Regions from separate parts of the Astyanax mexicanus genome. Here region 2 is linked to region 1. The links are chromatin contacts, called in public Hi-C maps. All regions are on one chromosome and are shown on one strand. Each heading gives the region's core, a stretch centred on a gene start, on an enhancer-like site or on the middle of the called end of the contact. The rest is flanking DNA. Distances are from core to core; before and after follow the strand shown.

What was found. Hi-C and Micro-C count contacts between places; a contact is called where the count stands out from the background.
Region 2: a contact with region 1 is called in a Hi-C map of muscle, with 14 times the contacts expected there. The contact joins two enhancer-like sites. A contact is called at or near these places in 2 of 3 Hi-C or Micro-C datasets (blood and muscle).

What each region holds. Positions count from the first base shown.
Region 1 is chr8:54,503,822-54,511,464 of AstMex3_surface, reverse strand. The region is part of intron 5 of zgc:110158 (LisH and SSDP domain-containing protein); the gene reads left to right. Among protein-coding and RNA genes, the nearest start is that of znf622, 26 kb to the right of the region's middle. Within about 2 kb of position 4,309, the one cell type or tissue checked has an H3K27ac peak away from gene starts, as active enhancers do.
Region 2 is chr8:54,622,106-54,629,748 of AstMex3_surface, reverse strand. No RefSeq gene overlaps it. Among protein-coding and RNA genes, the nearest start is that of zgc:110158, 27 kb to the right of the region's middle. Within about 2 kb of position 4,163, the one cell type or tissue checked has an H3K27ac peak away from gene starts, as active enhancers do.

The sequences.
Region 1 (7,643 bases), core at 3,060-5,559:
CTCTGCCACACACACACACACACACACACATATACACACACGCACAGAGAAATACACACAGGCAAATGCTATTAATACATCTGCCCACCAGCCAGGGGAGATTCGGTTCTTTTGGCATTTGCTTCCAGAGAGAGTCGGCCTGAGCTTATGAATATGGAGATGAGGCTGAGCGCGTGTCGCGTGGGGCGAGCGAGGAAGGTATGAAGAAGAAGAAGGTGAGATGATGGGGAGAGAGATGGAGAAGATGGAGTGGGAGAGCTTGGTTAGATGATGGAAAATATGAAGAGAAGAAAGGAGAAAGGAAAGGAAAACTGAGGGATGGGGGGGTGGTGTGTGTGTGCAAATGTTCTTTTTTCGACTATAAATATTGCGATAGTCAATAGCTGAGTCAGCGCCGAGCATTCAAACCCTTAAGAAAACAGAACAGCAAAACAACAGTAAACGACCCTTTAATCAGGCATTTAAATGCTTTTTAAAAGGGATTAAAAGTGTGAATTCAGCTGTAACTGGAAATATCTGCGCTGCAAAACTGTGCTGGACTGAGGTGCACAGCTTTCGAAACGTGCTCACGTTTACAAGCATGTGTTCAACCATGTGGATTGAGGCCATGCCTCGTGTTACTTCGTGTTTACTTCTGCATGCACTCCTTTTTGAGCTTCTCAGGCAGCAGCAGTCTGTCACTCACACAGACACAGAGACAGCGCTGTGTATCTACTTCTTATTTCAAGAATCAAAACTTTACAACATGATGTGTTGGGTTAAAAATTGCCTTAAGTGACATTGCACGTCCTGTGATGTGACTGTATGCGCATGCGCACATCGTGATGACGATGCTTTAAACGATATGTCGTCCAGCCCAAGTGTGTGTGTGTGTGTGTTAGTGAGAGAGATGAGGTGTAATGAACAGTCATGACCTCAGTGCTGCTGTGAGTTAAACAGGCCTTGAGCATCTCCTCACTTCTCTAATCCCGCTGCACCCCCACTCCTCTGTCACACACTCAGAGAGAGGCAGGCAGCCAGAACACACACACACACACACACACACACACACACACACACACACTCTCTCTCTCTCTCTCCCTCTTTTAGAGAGAGATAGATAGAGAGGGAACAGTGCGGTGCTCCTGTTCTGCGTGTGGTTTCTGGGACAGTGAGTGGAACGTCAGAACCCACAGGGTTCAGAGAGGTCACAGACAGGTCACAGCTAAATCTGAACCAAACACCTTCCTCATCCGACTCTGAAACACACTCAAACACACACCACGAAGCGTGAACACACACACTCACACACATACACACAGACTCAGTACAGTTCAGGCTCTGTACAGCTGTCCATCAGATTGTTCCATTTCTACTTTGGATTCCAAAAAAATTCAAAGTCACACATACACTCACTCTCTCTTTGGGCAAAAGTGTTGGGACACTTTCTTATTCATTGCTTCTTCAGAAAATGCAGATTAATGACAGGTTCTGCCTATAGGTTCCTGGCTATTGGCTGTACATCTTCTATTGTATACTAAGTGAGGAGGCGGGAAAACTGTGGAAAAGCTCCTAAGGATCAGGACTGAGTTTTCACAACCTACTTCAGGAATTATGGACTTGGTGGTGTCAGTTTTACTGAATCAAACTACTTATATTCTTCAGCGCAGGTTTACTCCATTTAACTTCATTTAATTAGCGCCACCATGTGGAGTAATGACGCAGAAACTTCAGAAAGTCTAATTAAGAGTCTTAAGGAGTTTAAAGTCCACATGTTTCAATATTTACAGCTCTGGGAAAAATGTAGTTTCTTTGATTGTACCTAATTGAAATATAATCAAAAGGAAGATGGATAAGCACAAGCTGATCATCAAACCAAGCTGAACTGCTTGAATTGTTGCACCAGGAGTAAAGCAGCATAAAGTTATCCAAAAGCAGTGTGTAAGACTGGTGGAGGAGAACATGATGCCAAGATGCATGAAAACTGTGATTAAAAACCACCAAATATTGATTTCTGAACTTTTAAAACTTTATGAATATGAACTTGTTTTCTTTGCTTTATTTGAGATCTAAAAGCTCTGCATCTTTTTTTTGTTATTTCAACCATTTCTCATTTTCTGTAATTTTCTATATACAGCTCTGGAGAAACTGAAGTGTTCTCTTTTGATGTCACATTTTTGAGCTGTGTATATAAAATTGGTGTCTATATGCTGTGGATATTTTGTCCAATTAAACTTTTGTAGATAACGGTCTTAAAAAAAAAAAAAAAAAAAAAAAGACATTCTCTTAATACGTTCAGTGGTGCCTGATGTCTGATCTTTAAATATTGGTGTTGGTATTGGAAAAAAGATAATGTGGTATTGTTCTTTCAGCTGGATATTGAGGGGTGGCTGATCGGATAATGCTGTTAAACGACTGCAATCTCTACAGACCAGATAGAGTGGAACAGCTTGCTGCGTTAAACGTTAGGCCAGTTTTTGAGTTTAAACATGAAGTATATGAGCAAAAAGTGGGATCAGTGCGTCGCCTGTTTTAACAGTTTGGTTCATATACGCTACTAGAGTCCACACCTGCTGTTAATGCTTGATTTAACTCTGGATTTCATAGAAAAGAAAGTAGCTTTTGTGTTTAAGACCAACGTGTGTGTGTGTGTGTGTGTGTGTGTGTGTGTGTGTGTGTGTGTGTACACAGCTGAGTCATAGCCCGCCTCCTGCTCACGGACAGGGGACTCGTACGTTGGTCGTATGCAGATGAATGTGGTATAAAGATCATGATGCTCTACAGCTGGAGAGCTTGTCTGAGGGGCAAGAGGTTAGAGAGAGAGAGAGAGAAAGAGAGAGAGAGAGAGAGAGAGAGTCTGTCTATATGTCTAGGTGTGCCATGTTGTATCATACACAATAATATCACTAAATGGATCTTCACTAGAGCTGTCAGTGACATAGCTTTAATGCACATGATTAATTTAGAATCAGAAACATGTTATTATTTTTATAACGCAATTAATTACGCCTCCAAGTTTTACCCCAACTCCTGCAGTAATCTGCCCTGAGGAAGTTGTGATCTGGTCTCGACCGACCAGCTATCAATTATACTTTTATAGGTTTGATTGAGCTAAGCTGCTGATAAGGTGCTATTTAATCTTATATATAAGCCAGATAAAATACTGCTATGAACAAAGGCTGTCTCTGCTGCTCCATGCTGTTTACACACTGAGCACAGTCTGTGCTGTGTTCACTGCTCATGTCTGCACTGCACATCCCATTGAAAACACTGCATTTGAAAGCACAGCAGCTTCACACTGCACAGAATCTTCTCACTATATTTACTTTCTTACTCTTACTCACCAGACAGCTCTGACCAATCAGAGGAGACAATGAGCTCACGTGGTTAATTGGTGTGCAATCAGATGCATTTAGGTTTATGCCTGTGTGAACCCAAACCAAACCAAACAAAGGGAGAAAAGCTTCAAGTAAAAGAAACTCATCAGCTGTTCCGGACCATAGAAACTTTCACAACTACAGGTGTGAAAACGCTCTTTTATGCTCAGCAAAAATAAAGTTCTATTTCAGAAATCTCTACAATCAAGCTGAAATGTTTCCAATAAAGTAAAAAAAAAAAAAAAAAGTTTAATTTATCCAATGTATCATGCATTCTTTATTTCGGCGCCCTACATTGACTTTATCTCCCCTCAAACATACAATAAAGTATATGCTAGTAATTTTTAAATTGACAGCACTAATATGAATGTAATTGCATTTTACATTTCTTATAATTCATTCTTTCATTTATATTTAAATATCCACTATAAAAACTTGCGTCCTAAAAAGAACAAATGAGATGATTCACAGTTCATCACAGAATATTGTTGTTTTTAATCTGATTAATTTTTTTAAGCGATTAACAATGCAAATTTTGACACAATAATTTTTTTTTGATATTTTGATAATAGTAATATTCTTAAAAGCAGTTTGTGTTGTGTTTAATTTACTATTCATTGTATTAAGTTTAATTGTGTTTGTTTGCAGTTTATATGCATGCTCACAACAGTGTATTCTAAAATAAATGTTTGGCTGTAAGAGAAACAGATTTCGACGCGCAGGTGTCCACAAACTTTCGGCCACTTTCTTTTTGGTAACATTCAGTTACTGAATGATAAAGGGATGTTTGCTTTGTCAACAGTGCCCCCAAGTGGTGGAGACAAGCAATTACATCTCTAAATGAAGTGTGTGTGTGTGTGTGTGTAGATGGGCATTGGTGAAGAGTGTGTGTGTGTGAGGGCATGTTGGAGTGAATGCCGTTGCACTAACTGTCCCTGCAGGACCGCAGGAAAGGCGAATGGAGGGCACTGTTTTGATAGCCTCGCAGGCTGTTATCTCTTTAGCTGGGTAGGGAATGAAGATGATTTGCTGAGTGTGTGTGTGTCTGAGAGAGAGAGAGAAAGAGGGAGAGACACTCCAGAGCCCAGGCCATTGGCTGAGACTGATACGCTTCCCTCTGGCATCCGAGGCCTTGTAAAGACCATATGCTTCTCATTCAGATACGAGCGAGAGAAGGGCATTGCATTGCTAGTTCTGGCTCTTCAGTTCTTATGATGGAACCTTGATATTTGTGTTGTCATTTGGAGCAGCATTGCAATACATTTAGTAAATAAAAAGTTCTGTTTATTGCTTAATTAATTAATAGCTTTTATCTGCACGAGTGTTCACTGTAAATTTCTAGGTAATATTATAACAGAAGCAGGTAAACATGAATAAAGTATGTATGAAGGTATGTAAGGTGTACAATTCAACATAGCAAAACATAAATAAGTACAGACAACACATACAGCTCTGGAAAAGAAATAAGAGACCACGTAATGATTGTTTTCCCATGATTTTATCAAATTGAAAACCACTGGAATATAATCAAGAGAAAGATGGATGATCACAAGCCATCAAACCAAACTGAACTGCTTTTGCACCAGGAGTGGCATAAAGTTATCCAAAAGCAGTGTGTAAGACTGGTGGAGGAGAACATGCCAAGATACGAGAAACCTGTGATTAGAAACCAGGGTTATTCCACCAAATACTGATTTCTGAATATTAAACTTTTTTTATATTATTATAATTTGAGGTCTGAAAGCTCTTCATCTTTGTTGTTAATTCAGCTATTTTTTTTTTCATTTTCTGCAAATAGAAATGTGTGTATTTGTATCATTACTGTCACAAAACAAACACACAAGTAAATAAAGGGAGCAGTAAGCTTGAGAAAATCCATTGTAGTGTAACTGCCTAACAGTCTGAAATCAGTAATGAGTCTGTATTTAGATTGTGTAAACAGTTTAAGCAGATTTTAAGCTACAGCTTCACCACAGCAACCAGAAACAGTGCGCTATTTTCACTGTTCTCTGCATTCGCTGGTTCTTTTCCCTGTGGGGTTTCCAGATTTGCGGGTTTCCCCAGTAAATTGGATAACTGCTACTGATCATCCTCAAATTACATTGCAAGTGGCAATCACTACGGTCCAAGCAGTCTGCGACATTGTAGAACCAATGGGGGAATGGATTTAGACTGGCTTTTTTTATGATAGATTAGTAAAGTTTCCATGCTGAAATCTCCAAAGTACAGAATTCTTCTAGGAACAATGCTGCCAGACCCCACTACTGAGGACTGGTGAATGAGTGGTTGGTTCTTTTCACCATGCGGTTGCCAGATTTGCTGTTTCCCAAACAAAGTGGATAACTACTTGGGCTGAGCATCTGTCTTGAAATTTAATGATAGGGTCATTTTGTGCCATTGTAGCATCAGTACAACTAGTGGAAACAAGGAAGCAAATCTTTTAGACTAGAACTGATGCCATCAGACCCTGCTTCAGGGAACTGGTTTCTGAGCTTCCATGTGTGGTTGCCAGATTTGTGGTTTTCCCTCTGAAAGTAGTTGGGTTGGAAAGAACAGTGTATTACAGATGTATTGGACCAAATACTCATTCATTGTTTCAACATGAAATCTGGGTTCACTGTTTCCCTGTTCAGAGGGGGTTATTATGGGCATGTAGCCTGCTCCTAACCCTGGCAAGCGCTGCTGGAGTAGCATTAGCATTACTCGCTGTCCGGGCTCACTAGTTCCCCTTTCAGAGAGGAGTATTATCAGCCTTTATCCTGCTCCTAACCCTGGCTAGCATTGCTGGAGCGGTTAGCCAGCTAATGCTAATGCTCTAGCCTTGGGAATCTAAGCTTACTGTAAATAAATGAAAGTTGATCCAGCACTCGTTGGATTTTAAAGAATGTATTTTTTTTTTGTTACAGTTTTGTTTACTTAGCTTAGCTTTACTTAACTTAGTTACCCAGCCCCTTAAAATGTGCCTTAAAATCCAGTGCGCCTTATGTAAGAAAATAGATGTCTGTTGATGCACTTAATAATATGGTGTGTGTTTAGCTGTGTGTGTGTGTGTGTGCACGAGTGCATTTGCACGTCTGTGTCAGCAGTTGGTGCAGCATGAAGTAGTACCGTAAATGTCTTTGCTATTAGGTTGTACCCAGCAGGACGGACTCAGTAGTGGTGGTTTCCCCAGTGCAGCACTTGTATGTGTGTGTGTGTGTGTGTGTGTGTATATATCTCAGTAAGTGTGTGTGTGTGTGTGTGTCGATGGAGCAGCAGCAGGCCCCAACAGCAGCACTAGCGCCCTCGTTTCGTGTCTCATCTCCCTCTTCTCTCTTAAAGGGCCCTCCCGGGTCGCAGCCGTCTCCCCACGCACAGCCTCCCCCACACAACCCCAGCAACCCCATGATGGGACCCCACGGCCAGGTAAGACACACCCACACACACTCGCCCACACACACACACATCCTCTAATGAACTGACCCTAGGAAGTAGCACTGAGCCCGAAGATTAACGATGGCGCTGAGGAAACGGACCCGGGGCGCGCTCAGGGAGCGATGCGGCGCTTTGGATGGTTAGTTAAGGATCGTGCTGGAGACCTGTGATCTCAGAAGTCTTTCATACACCGCCCACCCTCACACACACACACACACACGCACATATATACACACACGTATACACACATCCACTCGCAGAACAGCCACTTTATTCAAAGCTCCCACCTAGTACATAGCTGTCAGCAATTTTATATAAAAAAGATCTATTGGTAGGCCTTTTTTGAGTCTACCACTCAAAAACACTGACCAAATGAGGCTTTGGACCTTTCTCATAAGCACAGCAGTGCCACTGATATGCAGCGTTTGTGGTATTGATAATAGGGATGCAATGAATATTTGGCAACCAAAATTATTTGTCTAAAAATGGCAAAAAATAAATAAATAAATGCACTTTCTGTGTATTTACAGATTGACAACTTTATAGCTGACAAACTGAAGGTTTATGTTAATGTTATGTTTTTTACACTCTACTCTCATAAATTAAATATATCAATATCACGCATCACAGTATCACCACCTGGTATCAGTTCATACTTTTTCCCAGATTGTCTGTTTTCCATCAAAAAGTTACAAGCTGTACATTGCACATATAAGCTATTTGAGCTTATATGTGAGGTACATTTATACATTGAAGTAAATGTATGACTAAAATAACAGTGTTGAGATAAATCTATGACTAAAATATCCCTATTGATTTAAATATATGACTAAAATTGCACTGCTGAGGTAGCTAAATGTGTGACCACAATAG
Region 2 (7,643 bases), core at 2,914-5,413, 120 kb before region 1:
GCGAACATCTTATCAGCAGCTGCTATAAAGCACAATACAGACTGCATTTCACATCCAAAACAGCCTGGGTGGGTGATGTACAATCCATAGAATGTCTGCAGAAAGTGCGTGCAACATGCAGCTGCACTATTATTCACAGATGGTGGGCTGTGATATAGATATTTTTGGGTTTAACAAAAAAAAAATGTGCCACACACTTTTTTTCCCAACATTTTTAAACACATTAAAGGACATTTGAGGCTTGAGGCGTGACTCAATGCTCTTTGCTATCTTCCTGCGACATTAAAATAGTGACTGAGTTTATGAATATGTATCTACACTAATTGGCGCAGTGGTCTGGAAGTGAGGTGTGTTCTGGTAAATATCTGGTGTGTTTCTATCTTGGCGGTGGGAAATACAGGTGCGCCACTGACTAATTAAAACCCTGACAACAATCAACAGTCAGCCATCCAGTCCTACCATAGCAATGCAGGAGCGTTGTGCACACTGTGAGCCCTCAGCACATGTACACCCCCACTTCTTACACACACACACACACACACACACACATATGGATGCAAATCCAGCTTTTAACTCAACAATAAACAGAATAAAAAATAAAATAACATTGTTGCTCCCTTAAATAAGCTGCTGGTGTATCTTCACAGCGGGAACGATGAGGTTAGTATCTGTCTCAGCTGAGACGCACAAAAGCACTGTACTGTTAAGATACGAACGCGCCGAAGTCAGAGCTCACCTGCCTCTTAAAGGGAATAGCGATTGGCATATCAAGACCACTGTAATGAAATCTAGTGCATAGTCCACTTTAAATTACTTGGATTAATGTTTGTATTAAGTGAAAATAAAAAAGAAAATCATCTTTAAATTTCTTTAAAGATATTTCATAACACCTGAAATAATGAGGAAACAAATTGGGTGACACTAATCATGTGGGAGGATGTGTGCAAATACAGCGACTAATTATACACATATTTTTTGGGAAAGCAATAAAATTCAGTCTTTTTGAGAAAATAAATAATGGTATTAAAGAGATTCTGGTGTACTTGTTTTTTTTTTAAAAGAAAGTAAATCTTAACCATAAGCTTTACACAGTGAGAAAGACTGAACTAAACACTGCAATTATTAAAGACTCCACAGAGGATCAACTTCTAGATTGTTTTATTGTTTTATTTGGATAAAAATTAGCTGAGATCTGACGTCTTATACATATATAAATCACACGTCATAGTTAAATGCACATAACAAAATTGTAACAAGCGGGAAGCAGAAGGTGGGTGAAGCAGAGCAGACGGGAGGCGGACTTATATGCGGGTAAGAACAAGACTTTAATAAATAGCAAATAAACAAATAAACAAACAGGGAAATAACGAATAAATATATATACATAAACAAAGAAACAGGGAGTAGCGTAAAACAGATAATAACTAAACAGGGCTAGGGAATATGTACAAGGATAAATACGTAAATAGTAACAAACAAGAGATATAAACAAATAATACAAACTAAACGAAGAACAAGAAACAATGAACACCTGGGGAGACAGGTAACGAGGGGCGGAGCTACAAATTACACACACGTGACGGAAAACTACTGGAGAAACACACTAGGAAATGGGGAAAACACAGGAAAACGTAGCGAGGGCGTGAAAAAAATAAAAGTTCTTTACAAATGAATGAATAAATAAACAAAACAGTAAGCAATTAAAACAAAAAGAAAGACAAGTACAACATATAGCTGTATAGAGTGTATAGATGTACACAAATTCATACAAAATACATACACAGAATAATGATTGTAGGATTAAGAATTTGTTTAAGAAAATGACTGCTATGACTGTTAATTACTATTTTAAATTCATTCCTTATATAGCCCCCATTCTGCAAGTACACAAACATTAATGTACCGTCCATGATCTTTAGATAAAGTATGTGGTGTAAGTACTTTTATCATTAAACAATCTGCTTAAATATATTTAAAAAAAACATGTAAATAGCAGTTAAAGCATAGCAATGGCAAGGTAAAAATAATAATGACCTGTAAAACTATAAAAATACAGTTTATAGTCACCTATATGACCATAAACATTTAATAGTAAAGAAAAAAAAATTGATCATTTAGTAACCTATGCCACTTGTTCTTGAAAATGTTTTATGGAGTGGTCTGAAAAAATACTGCCTGAAAGGTCCAGATTATTATGTGGAATAATAGTTTATTAAAAACTTTTAAAAAAGTATTTATGATTTGTTTTTTTACTTTTTTACATCAAATAATTAAAAGTAACTATGTAACTTTTACTCAAAGTACATTTTAAATTGAGTACTTTTTTACTTTTACTCGAGTAGATTTTTAGATGGGTACTTTTACTTTTCCTTGAGTAGAATTTTAACAAAGTAAAGGTACTTTGTTAAACCTCTGGTTTTGCTATTAGTGTTGAGTAGTGGATCAGGCAATGCAGTTCCACTCTTTAAAGGCTCTGTAAATGAGTGTTTGACACATTGGTTTTGGTAATTGGTTTTGGCTCTTGGTAGTTTAAAGTAATGTATTGTTGAGTATCTTGTAGTATTAATTTCTCTTTCACTGGATTTTTAAGATCAATACTGTTCTTTATAAGATAAGAACATTACAGTGATGATCAGATGTTGGTGGTGTGTGTTGTTGCTCTTTTCCTCACACAGAGGGAGCTACTGAACCTCGTTTGGGGAGCTGGGAGGATCTCAGAGCTCAGGGCTGATGCCAGGGCTTGGGGAACTGTGACCCGTCCGGTATCCTGATCTGGAAGAAATGGACCAGCCATAAGTGTATCAACCACACACAGAGCAGCAGCCAAAGAGAGGCTAATGGTTTTAGTGCTTTAAATACACTATTTACTGTAATGTTGGTATAATAAATTCACCAAATTCACTGACTGGCTGTTGACAAAGATGTGAAAATGCACACAGACAGAAAAATGTCTGAGTAACATAAACATAGTTGTTTTATTCCACGAACTACTGATAACATTTCTCCCGAATATTCTGGAATATAGTCAATAAGAAAACGATGGATGGTCACAAGCCATCGAACCAAGCAGAACTGCCGATAAATACTCTAAATCTCATCATTTTTAGTTGAAATTTGGGGAAAATGTTGTTTGTAGTTTATAGAACAAAACAGCATTGTTCATTTAACTCAAACATATACCAATAAATAGTAACATCAGAGAAACTCATTTTGAGTGTTCTAGGGTTGTTGTTTTTTTTCCATTATTAACTATAAAAGATGTGATTCAACCGAAAAAACACGTTTATTCAACATTTATTAAATGGTATAATGCCATTGTTAACATTAAATAATGTAATGAAAGCAAAAACAATGTTTATTCAATGTTAATTCAATGTTCTTTGCTATGAGTGTAGGTTGTTTTAGGATTGTGTTTCAATTATTAACATTAAAAGATCCAATGCAATAAAAAAACAACGTTTATTTAACTTATTTATCATGATAGGTTTTGTTAGTTGATATAAAATACTGTCTATATGTTGTTTCATGATTCCTTTCTTCATTATTAACATTAAATTATGTAATACGACAAACAAATGTTTATTTAACGTTTATTTAATGTTTTTTTCCTATCACGGTGATTCGTTTTAGAAATGGACAGCATTAACTAATTTAATACGACCAACAAACGTTCATTCAACGTTTATTCCATATTCTCGCTATCATAGTATGTTGTTTTAGGATTGCATTTACATTATAAACATTAAATTATGATGTAATGCATGCAACAAACAACGTTTATTTAATGTTCTTTCAGGAGCTATCAGGGAAGCTTATGGAGTAAACGGTGAGTCCGTGCTGCTGCTGCTTCGGTTCGGTCCTGTCAGGCGGTTCCGCTCGGCTGTGGAGGGTTTTTAACCTGGCTGGGTTGGTTTTGTGCGGTTATATCGATTTATTTGGGGTAATTTTGGAGGTTTTAACTTGTTTTTAGTGGGTTAGAAACTTTCGCGAAGCTCAGAAACACAAACTGTGCTCAACACTTCTCTCCCCCAAACTCAGCTCACAACAAGCGCGAGCCGCCCGCCGGTTTCAAGCTCCCCACTCTGTGAATTGATTCTACTACAGGGCCGCCTGCACACGGGCTCCGGGCGGCGGGGGGAGCCGCGTGCGTTTGGCTCAGATTTAAGGCGTTAAACGTGTGATTTTCGTGTTTTAATCGCATTAAATCGTTTTAGAATTTGTTTTAAATACGAACTGAGCTGAAAACTCGCGCAGATATTGTTCAGATGTGTCCGGAGCTGCTCTTCCCGCAGTCCGCTCCTCCCCGCCGCCAACATGGACCACTCCACAATTTATTCCAGGGAAAGACTGACAGTTTTTTGGGTCATGAAGCAGCTGTTCAAGTCAGCGGCTCGCCCTCCCTCCGCGGGAATAAGAAATTAGTACATTTCAAATTAGATAAGTAGGATTTTTAAGCGTGCACAGGCGCAAACACATATAAATCAACTGTTTATTCTAAATAAACACCATCTAATCAAGTACCGTGTGCAGAACATACATTTATAACTCTTATTTTCCCACTGATGCACCAAAACTATTAAACTACCATCGCAATCCCACTCCTCGCAAGTTTTTCTTTAGCTTTAAAACTTCCCTCCAGAGTTTAACATGCTGCTTTCTGCACCCAACAGTATATATATATATATATATATATATATTTTTTTTTTTTACTTCATCATGCTGTCTGCCAGTGCCCCATGTCTAGTAGGCCTGTGCATGCTAATAGTTTTAGCGTGCATTTATAACTTATTCAAATATGAATGACTCAAATTCACCTCCTCTGGTAGTTTCAGTGTGAGTCATGTGTACAAAAAATAACCACAAAACCACAAAACGCACCATACATTTATATACAGTTATGTGCATCGTATCATAAGGCTATGGTAAAAAAAAATATATATATATTTTTCTGAAGCCCTATCTGGACAGGATTAGTTACTCAGGGGGTCCTTGGGTAATTTTCTCTTTTATGGGGGGGTCCTCCGTGATTTTAGTTAAAATTTTAGTCCCGTCTAGACGCACATCTCTGAGTTTCATCTCCTCACATTTAATAAAATTGCTTTTTGTCCACTGCTTTGCATAGTAATAACACTTTGGGTGCGCGTTTCCTTACTATTTCCTACTGAATGTGATGTCATGTGACCAAGAAAGCCGAAAAACTCACCAGTTCAGATGCAAGAGTTTTATCACTGAGTAGGAGTGTGAAATATTGTTCTCAGATGGCTCCCTGAGAAACTAATCCCGTCCGGTTAGGATTTAAGTCAAACGAGTGCTGGATGTTAATCTACACAAATATCTCTCCAGAAAACTGTTTATTTGGGTGAGTAAAGCGCTTCCATTTATTTACAGTAAGCTTATATTTCCAATATTTTCAACAGCACACTTTTAACATGCTTGTTTTAACATGATTTGTTTTAACACGTACACTACAGTCCGATACATTGTCTGGGTGTGTCAATAAAATATGTCAATAAGTATTTTTTTAATAGTTAAATTGCTTATATATGTTAATGGTTTACTCTTGAAAAAATCCAAAGGATTTAAAGATCCCACTTAAAGATTGTTCACATGGAACGTACTGGCGGGAAGCACGTTTTTCTGATAAAACTAATATGACACAATAAGAAAAGCTGAATAGCCCCCCCCTCATTCGTCAACTCTCACCGGAGTACACGGCAGGATTAGCCAGCAGACTTCTTTTGAAGGAGGGATCTGTACCTACTGTCTGTGGCAAGTCAGCAAAAGAAGGAGATGTAAGTACTTTCAAAAAATGAGTTTATGCTTCTATTGCAGTTAAGCATGAACTAGCTTGTTTGTGTTTTTAGCACATTTACCACAGGCTCAGTCTAACATGTGGTAACTTGTTGGATAGTTTTTTTTTCTTTGTTTATATTATTTGTAATGTAGTTTTAATGTTTCATGTGGCACGTGAAAATTTGATTTGCTTTTTTGTTTTTGTCTATTTTACTTGGAGCTTTGAAGGCTAAACAAACCAGGCTAGGCTAGCAATAAATGGCTCTTAAATACAGTAAGACCAATGTTAGCATTTGTGTGCAGCAGGTTCACAGTAGGATGCCTATGTGCCTATGGAGGATGACTGTGTCCGTCGCATAAACATTCATTTAGTACTGTTAAATGAGCAGCGAAATGCAGATACCCTGAAATATCATGTTCTGTCTCTGCATGTCTGTCTATCTGTCTGTCTGACTGATTGACTGTCTGTCTCCTGGTGCAGCAGCAGCAGCAGATGCCCCACTCTATGTAAGTAGATTACCTCTATATTCCAATCCTCACAGGCACAGCAGACACTGGTCAATTGGTGTAGTTTAGATGAAGATTTAGACCAGATGATCTCTGTTGTCCCTTGTTGTTGTTTTCTCCCAGCTGAACCTTGTATGAACCCCTCTGTGTAGCTACTCATCAATAGACTTATTCCGGAACTCAGCAAAAACAAAGCCCTTTCATTTTTCCCTGCAAGCAATTTGGATTACACATATCTGCCTATAATAACTTGTTCTTCACAAACAGACAAAAGGCCAAAAAGAAAAAACGGCAGCAAACTTTGTATCTGAGAAGTTTTGGAAGGAGAATACTAAGTTTGTGAGGAGGATGCACTGATGCAGAAATTTTACATATCTCATTCAGACGATCTATAAAATAATTTAAAAAAAACATTATTTTTGCCATTTTGAATCCCAACCTGTTATCTAGGACTTCCCACAAACAGCTAAACCAATCGCATCCACATAAAGAGATCTCACAAGCTGTGTTCTTGCCTGTTTCAGTCCCTTTCAGAATGAGCTGTTTAAGGGCTCTGTCACTTTTATGCAAATTCATATTTACACTAAGCATTTACCGAATGTTAGTGTTAGCTGGTGCTAAATGTGCTAAAACACAAACAAGCTAGTTCATGCTTAACTTCAATAGAAACAAAAAAAAAAACTCATCTGCTGACTTTCCACGGACAGTAGATACAGATCCCTCACTCAGGCGAAGTCTGCTGGCTGTTCCTGCTGTGTACTGTCAGAGGTTCTCAACTAAAATGACCAAAATGGTGTTTCTTCAACTGATCTAGTGAGTGGGGCTCTGGCGGAGAAGGGGTGGAGCCAAAGTGGTTCTAGGCAGCTTTCTTTATTGTGACATCACAATAAGGAAGTCATCCAAATGGCTCATAGTAGCATACAGTATGATTTCTGACATCAAACTTAAAATCAGCTGATTCACAGAAAACAGATGGATGAAATCTTTTCATGTTTGTAATGTTTGTAAGTGCTGTCGAGACACAAGTGGAAACGCAAAAGCATGCAAAAAGTGAGTTTTGCTTAATATGTCCCCTTTAAGCCAAATTCTATTTTTTATTGTGAAGCAAAAATTGCAAAAAACATTTTTTATTATATTCATAAAAAGAGGCAGTGGCTGACATCATAAGAGATCATCAGAAAAGATATGTGCTAGTCTTCACCCTTTTAGACTTGCTCTACTTCAGACTATTAAAATGATCATAGCTTTTCTAAACTATGCAGTTTATGCAATAAATGTTATATCATAATATGAAAATGTACACTAGGGCGCAGTGTCTAAATGAGACATATATTATTATATTA